Regions from separate parts of the Salmo salar genome. Here region 1 is linked to region 2. The links are chromatin contacts, called in public Hi-C maps. All regions are on one chromosome and are shown on one strand. The core of a region is the stretch at or near the end of the contact, and the rest is flanking DNA. Distances in the headings are between cores, read along the strand shown.

Region 1 (3,874 bases), core at 131-2,630, 170 kb before region 2:
TGGTTCATGGTCTATTTCCCGTGCATTACTTATTTGAACTGTGCATATTTCACAAGAGGTTACTTTGCTTTTTGTAAAAGTTGATACCGTACCATTTCAAGCCTGCAGATCCGTAAAGCCCAAACGTGAAAACACGTATATGTGAGATATTATAGAGTGCAAAATATTGTTATCGATTATGGTATCCTCCTAACACAATCCAGTAGATCCAATGCCATTGGTCTTTTAAGGGGGATTTTTTTCGTGGGGTAACAAACAAATGCTCTCTGTCAATTTCAATTTCAATTCAATTTCAATTCAATTTCAATTCTCTCTCTCTTTTTCTATGTCTCTCTCTAGCTCTCTCTCTTTCTCTCTCTCACGCACACACTAACTATTGACTAGCATATCACCTAAAATACATGAACATCCAATCGTCCATAGGGCCATATTAATTTCAATAGTTCTACAGCCCTGTTGTCGCGATGGGATGTGAAACCTCAATATATCACTATTGTCACTGGCGCTTGTATTTTGATCGGATACATCTTATCTCTCAGCAGCAGGCTTTAAATCAAAGAACACCCCCTCTTGTGCAACAATAGGCCAGTCCGTTTCAAAGACCTCAGAGGGCAATGTTGCAGGATTAGCCTAGAGGGCAATGTTTCAAGATTAGTCTATAGATAGGCCTATCACGCTTCTGAAAATAGCATGATGCATTTACATTTGATTGTTATTTTCAGAGTTTTTATAATAACATAAGTATTACAGGAGTCTACGTTTTAGAAAGGTTGACTTGGTCGTTTAATTTGCCTGCTGTCCCCTTCATTCCAATAAACATAAGATAAATGGCGATTTGAATGATTCATTTATAAAGTAAACAGATTTATGGTAATAGTCCAGTTAATCTGAATGGAAATGTTAATCTGTTTTGCGTTGACAATACAAACTCCGGGCCAGTGATTGTGCTCCAGCATTTGTTTAAGAAAAGCTATTGTGAGACCATTTCCCTTTGACTGAGTTTTAATGAATTTCCTACATCTCCATTTCTATCAACAATTAAGGAAATAACATAAGCTTAATTTATACTAACATATAGGAGTGTATTCATTCACAAATGTATGCGATCTAAAAACACACAATGAGATTGATCTCAAATTTTAAAAAGGAAAGTTTTTGCATAGGCTATATAGATCATACATTTAAAATACACTGCAGCAAGTAACACACCTGACATGGGCTAGAATACACTTTATTTGAGAACGGCGCTCTTTTAAGATACACGACGTTACTCTCTCGTTCTGTTTCTCATCCACATCTTGGACCACCTTAAAAGATGGTCCCTCCCTCGGCATTGGCGCTCCGCAGCCTCCGATTGGCGAGGACCTCATGGATGGAATTGGTTGCAGAAATGCAAAACTTGTTGCTGGCTCCCTGAATGCGTTGATCTCACACAGCGCCAAGCGCCAGACAAGAGTGTGATCTATCTCTGAATCGCTCCAAGCTGGAATAGACAACATCAGAATCGGGAGCAGAAGGAGTGCGTTATAGCCTACAGAGTGAGAGAGTGAGGGAAACAGCCGATAGAGGTTCCGCGCCTTCTGGGCGCTTGGAGGGCACATGACCAGGACCGGTTGGACTATGCTGTCAAGCCGCTCTGTGATGGTGGAGTGCGGGTAGTGAGTGCTGGAGGCTCCGGGACACGGTGGTGCAAAAGCGACTCTCCAGATAGCCATCATGACTGGGCTGGATTTTCCCTCCGGACTTGTAGAATTGCTTATAGTTCAGTAATAAGACATTTCGCACAGAACTGTGGGAAATGTTTTCTTTTGATTGCAAAACAACGACCAATTAGAATTGTGCAGGTTGCCGGTGGATTTCTATAGAATGGGATCTTGAAAGGACACTCCAAACTGTGCGTCCTGGGACATTTGACAACGAACTGGAATAATGAAGTGGACGAAGAAGATAGTTATGTGTTTATTTCAATTTTCATAAGCCTTGTGATCTCTATCATCATAAATCAAAGAAGGGTTTTTTGTCAAGTTTGTAAAGAAGAAATTTGCTTAGAAAACTTTGGAATATGATATTATATCAAAGTCACATTGCAAGCGAAAAATATTTTGTATCGTTTGTAAATTAAAGGAATAAACCAAACGCCTATAGAAATAGACGGAAACGAGCAAGGACAGACTGTATTTGCTTGCTTCGTTGTCCTCTCCGGTTTATTTTCGCCACAACACTTTAGGGACAGTTGGATATTGGAAAAAACTATGAGAACTTATTGGGTGAGTGAACCGATTTAAGATCCATTGGCTACGTTTTAAATCAGAACTTTTAAGATATCAAAATATCTGGCCTATTGAGGCATTCTCTTCTATTTTCGTTTTTGTCCTCTTTTTTGTGTGGAGATTCACGGAAAACAGACTAAAGCTAGACTGCCTATGCCAGGAGAGCTGGCTGTCATGCACGATTGATATCGGGAAGTATGTTTGGGCTGGAGCAGTTTGGTTCTCAGATTAATAGCATAAACCCTGGCCAGTCAGAGAGAAACATAAACCAGCCAAGACTGAACATGAGCTCCCATTACAAAAGCCCCGGCTTTCATACTGGAGGCCAGCCTGGAGCCGTGGAGCCGGGCATGGGCCCTTTGAACGAGCCTCCAATGCTCGGGCTCAATATGAACATGAATGGGGAGCAGTACGGCGGCTTTCACCCGCGGGGCCACTCGGACATGCATGCAGGCAGCGGAATCCAGCAGCAACAGCAGCAGCAAGGACCCATGCATGGATTTTTCAACAACCAGCAACCTCATCAAGGCCATCCCCACGGCCACCAGTCTCACCCTCACCAACACCACCCTCATTTCAATGGGAACTTTGGAGGGCCAGACCCAGCATCATCCTGTCTGCATGGTGGCAGATTGATGGGCTACAACAACAGTGGCATGGGGCCTCAGCAGGGCTTTGGAGAGGGGTTTGACCCCATCGCTGAGAGCCAAGCAGGGGACGGCTTCTCCCAGCAGCAGCAGCAGAGATCTGGTAACATGTCTGAGTTCCAGCACAACGGCCCCCCTAACGGCAACCATGCTGTCCCTGCCCCCTGTCTACCCCTGGACCAGTCACCTAACCGGGCAGCATCCTTCCATGGTCTGCCCTCCTCTTCCTCCTCAGAGACCCATGGTCTGGAGCCTCGACGGATGCCCAATCAGGGTGCTGTGGAGGGATTAGAGTATAATTTCCCCAGTGAACCCCCAACTGGACATTTTGAAGTACCTGTATTTTCCCCCTCAGAATCAGAGTCTCAGCTTCCCCACTTTGGGACAGGAAGGCCGGTGGCCGGTGGCAGTTTCCCTGGAAACCCTGCCATGGCTCGGACACCGGGTATGCAGGGCATCTCCAAAGGGCACCAGCAGCCACCCCCACAGCCCCAGCAGCCTCAGCCTCCCCCACAGCACGGAGTGTTTTTTGAGCGCTTTGGGAATGGCCGTAAGATTCCCGTGGGGATGGAGCTGGGGGTCAGTGCTAGACACCCTCTCATGCAGCAGCAGCAGCAGGCTGGTTTGATAGCGCGACAGAACTCATGCCCCCCTGGCCTCCCACGGCCCCCCCAGCCTGAGCCGGGCTCCATTAACCCCAACATGCTGGACGGTGGCGTCATGATGCCTGTCCAACACAACCAGTTTGAATATCCTATTCACAGACTGGAAAATAGGGGCCTGCACCCCTATGGGGACCCCATGTTTAATATGCAACAGCCGGCTCCCCCTCCTCCCGCCCAACAGCCTCCGAATCAGAGGCTGCAACATTTTGACTCTCCTTATATGAACATGGCTAAAAGGCCCAGATTTGAGTTCCCTAACGCACACGGAGGGGAGAATTGTGGCACGTGGGGT
Region 2 (4,280 bases), core at 731-3,230:
TATTTTTTATTTCCACAGTATCAGTACATTTTCTACTTGCGATTGGAGGGCGGTATATTGGGTGTTGTGTTAGCTGTTTTATTGGTGATGTGCGCTGATTAGGCTGTATCTGCCACCAGCATCCCCTGTCCCCCTGATGGGCTTCAAGGGCATTGGCTATCAGTATTACAGAGGTAGGGGCCCTCTCTCCACCCAGTGCATCTCATTACCCCGCCTAATTATCCTGACCAATCCCTGTGGATGTGTATGTGTGTTTATGTCTGTTTATAGCACACACACACACACACACACACACACACACACACACACACACACACACACACACACACACACACACACACACACACACACACACACACACACACACACACACACACACACACACACACAAGTGATTCAAATAAGGGATCGATAGACAGCCTATGTGTCCCTGTCCCTGTGAATGGGAATATTTACGAGAGGCGCCAAAAATGGTATTAGAAATCAGTGGGGGTATCAGAGTGGGAGGAGGGAGGAGGGGGAGGGAAAGTGAGTGGATGTCTGAATGACCTTGTAGAGACACATCTGTCACAGAAGCCTCCTTACAGACCTGTGCTGCATGGCTAAAAGTGGGCCACTATGACACCAGAGGGACCCAGGAGAGACCAAGGCAGCAGCTCAAATACCAGAGGAACTCCCCGTCCTCCTTCTCTCTCTCTTTCATACACACAAACACATACAATCATTCCCTGAAGATATCATTTTGATCTGCCTGTGTTTGGGTAAGGTTTAGTAGTTTCCCCTCTCCTCCCTCTAGACATACAGATGTAGGATCTTAATTTGAGCCAGTTTGCTACAGCAGGAAAATAGACTGGATTATACTTAATGGACATTTTTGTAGGGGTTGATACATTTTTCATTATTGCAAATCAAGTCTGAAATTTCAAAATGGAAATGACAAATTTGGCCTTTTTAAAACTCAAATACACTTCAAGTTTGTAAAAGAGTGATTAAAATGAAGATCCTACATCTGTAGCGACGGACTATCCTCATGGCAATCACCCACTGATCAGATGGGATCACCGTCGTCATGGTGAGGGCTATCTCATTAAAGTTTCATCTCCAAACCTCCAACCTGTCAAAGATGATGTGATTGAGCCCCTCCCCTCCATCCCCCTCCTTCCTCTGCCCAATGAAAATGGTCTGATGATCACTGTCACATCGCTCATCCATTCTTTGCCCACTGTTCCAGAACACAGGTGTGAAGCATAAGACTGCATGCGGATGCTCCGAGGAGCTGAGGTTTTCCTCTGGTACAATCCTCTCTTCACGCTAACGTCATGCATTTTCCCCAATGGCTAGATCATTTAAAATCTCCACAACTGTCGCATTAGCAACAGCTAGGATGGAGCTGTGGAAGGTGTTGTCTTGATCATTGTCTGTGTTGTGTTGTTGAAATGAACACCAAGGAGAGAGCAAGTAGTATTTCATAGGATTCTGAAGTCAGGAACCAAAACCCAATAGGAGGAGGTGATTTCTTGGTCTCCTGTCTCATGATCTCATCCTTAGTCTGGAGGGTTACGGAGGGTTGTGGTCCAACACCAAACGTACACAGGTGAACACACACACACACACACACACACACACACACACACACACACACACACACACACACACACACACACACACACACACACACACACACACACACACACACACACACACACACACACACAAACAACTCACACATTGGTTGTAGAAGTAGAAATATGCATGTCTGTGTTTGTGTGGAGATAGAAAGCGCTAATTGTGAAGGATGTGGCGGGTTGAGATAAGGTTATCTACATGCATTTAAACGTCTGAGAGGGGAGGCCAGTGCTAGCAGTCAGAATTAGATTGATTAGTGGAGCCACTTTTGGGCACACACTGCTATTTAAAGATACCCTTTGGTGAGACCCCAGCCTCTCAGCCCTCTCCGCTGTTATAGCTCTGCCACCGCCGCTCTGCAGACGTGACAGCCGATAGTACCACAGGTTGTCACTCACAGGGTAACGGACTGGGCACTGCGTGGCTGTGATAGTACTGGAGATACCTTCTACTCACTAACCTTTTGGTATAACTTTGCAAAAATGTTACAATTAGGCTCTAAATACCTGTATATTTACAATGTGGATCCAAATATCTGTGTGTGTGGCAGAGTGTAGCCGGAAGGTTTTCAATTCTGTTGACCCCCACCACATATTCCACAACTCCCAGAGAGAAAAGTCTTACTGAGTCTGGCCCAAAATGACATCATTTATCTGTGGTATGTCAGTTTTCCGAAATCATTTAAAAAAACTTGTCAATCCCCAAAAATCCTCCTGTTAGGATCCTCCATTAGCCAAGCATTAGAAACAAATTAACTATTCTCAGTTGAATGGCCTCCCGGAGGAAGTATGGGAGAATCCGCTACTAGGCAGGAGTTAAGTGCCTATTGGGGAGCTTGAGATGGAATCCAGACTAATAAAGGGATACTCAACCATTGGAACGTCTGCTGAATGTCTGAGAAGGACACCTAATTAAGAGAACATAGTGTCATATTACGGCTAATCGATTAATAGGTTTTAGACCTCAAGTTACTGTCATTCCTGAATGGGACAAATTGTGTGTTTGTCTGTGTGAGTTTGTGTGTCTGTAGCCTATATTTGTACATGATATTGGGTAGTGACAGTGTGTAAACAGATGAGGGATAAATCATCTCTGCACTATGATCCTCATCGTGGCCAGTACTCTTGTACCCCAGGGCTTCCCTCTCCTCTGGATTTGGCTCCTTTCTGCAAAGAACACACTGCTTCCAAACTATTTGGAGCATCGTGTCTCAAACGAGCTCAGCCAATTCAAACCAGAGCTCTATGTCTCCTCTGCCTCCCAGCACGGCCATCCTTTCCAACTTTCGAGCAGTGAAAAGTGAGAGGGATGGCGAAACAGCGTCATGGACCGAACCGGGCGGAGACTCAAAATAAACTCACGCGGGCTTGGCTGAATGTGGACTCCATCTCTGTTTATTTTAACCAGAGTGTGCATGGGAGCCCAGTGATGAAATCAAAAAAGGGAGGAAAAAAGTAAACAGAGTTGAACAGGCCATTGTATTTGGTTGGGGTTGCCGTGGTAACACGGTGCATGGATATTGTAGGAGAGGAATGCAGCCCTTCTGCCTGTGGTTTGGAGGGGAGGCTAACACTTCTCTTTCTCAACAGCTGAACGGCGCTGCAACATCTGGGGAGAGGAGAGAAGAGATGGAGCTTTAATTAACCACACTCGGGATGAAAGGAATACTGATTGAATATCAGGGAAATTGTTGGAAAACAAGTACAATGTGTAATTGCCCAGGTCTGTTGAATATTGTGGTCCCAACTGTTTTTGTTGTTGTGTTGTTTTCACCAACAACCCAGAAGAGAGGGAGGAGAGAAAGAAGGACTTACTGAGGGAGCAGGAGACGAACATAAAGAATGAATATGGGAAGGGAAGGGACTAGGACATTTCTTTGGGTTTTACCATGGCTTTCTATTCCCTCCTGGTGTATGTCTATCAGATCCTACCAGGGACATGGGGTTGAGTGAGATTAAGCAGGCCACTGAGGTGCTGTTCACTGAATTAATACTGTAGCGTCCTTGTCATCTAGGGCAGTGGTTCCCAACCTTTTTTGGTTATTGTACCACCGACTGGATTTAGCTCTGCCCTGAAGTACCCCCCCATGTGCATTTTACTAGTAGGCCTATGGTCTCATGAGTCTTATCAAGTACCCCCTGTGGATGGGCCAAGTTCCCTCAGAGGTCCTAGTATCCCTGGTTGGGAACCACTGATCTAGGCCATGTCATTATTTCCCTCACTCTTCAATACAAGTGTATACTGTATATTACAGTCAAGCCCACTTGACTTCTAGAAGTGCCACTTACTTCCTGAATGTTTTAATACTATACTCAACGACAGTCTCACAACAATATTTTAAAAAAGAATTCGTAAAAATCCAAATAACTTCACAGATCTTCACTGTAAAAGGTTTAAACACTGTTTCCCATGCTTGTTCAATGAACCATAAACAAATAATGAACATGCACCTGTGGAACGGTCGTTAAGACACTAACACCTTACAGACGGTAGGCAATTAAGGTCACAGTTATGAAAACTTAGGACACTAAAGAGGCCTTTCTACTGACTCTGAAAAACACCAAAAGAAAGATGCCCAGGACCCCTGCTCATCTGCGTGAACGTGCCTTAGGCATGCTGTAAGGAGGCATGAGGACTGCAGACATGGCCAGGGC

The links. A called contact is a pair of places that touch in the nucleus more often than the background predicts.
Region 1: a Hi-C map of muscle shows a contact between it and region 2, with 3 times the contacts expected there. The contact joins the promoter of LOC106580377 here to the enhancer-like site in region 2. A contact is called at or near these places in 2 of 3 Hi-C or Micro-C datasets (gill and muscle).

Annotation. Positions count from the first base shown.
Region 1 is chrssa20:26,555,292-26,559,165 of Ssal_v3.1, reverse strand. LOC106580377 (transcriptional activator MN1) reads left to right here and starts at 1,380. Exons shown (of 2, transcript XM_014161368.2): 1 at 1,380-3,874. The coding sequence starts at 2,468.
Region 2 is chrssa20:26,388,606-26,392,885 of Ssal_v3.1, reverse strand. No RefSeq gene overlaps it. Among protein-coding and RNA genes, the nearest start is that of LOC106580377, 170 kb to the left of the region's middle. Within about 2 kb of position 1,980, at least 1 of the 13 cell types and tissues checked has an H3K27ac peak or open chromatin away from gene starts, as enhancers often do. A contact at or near this core is called in muscle, where this site is marked.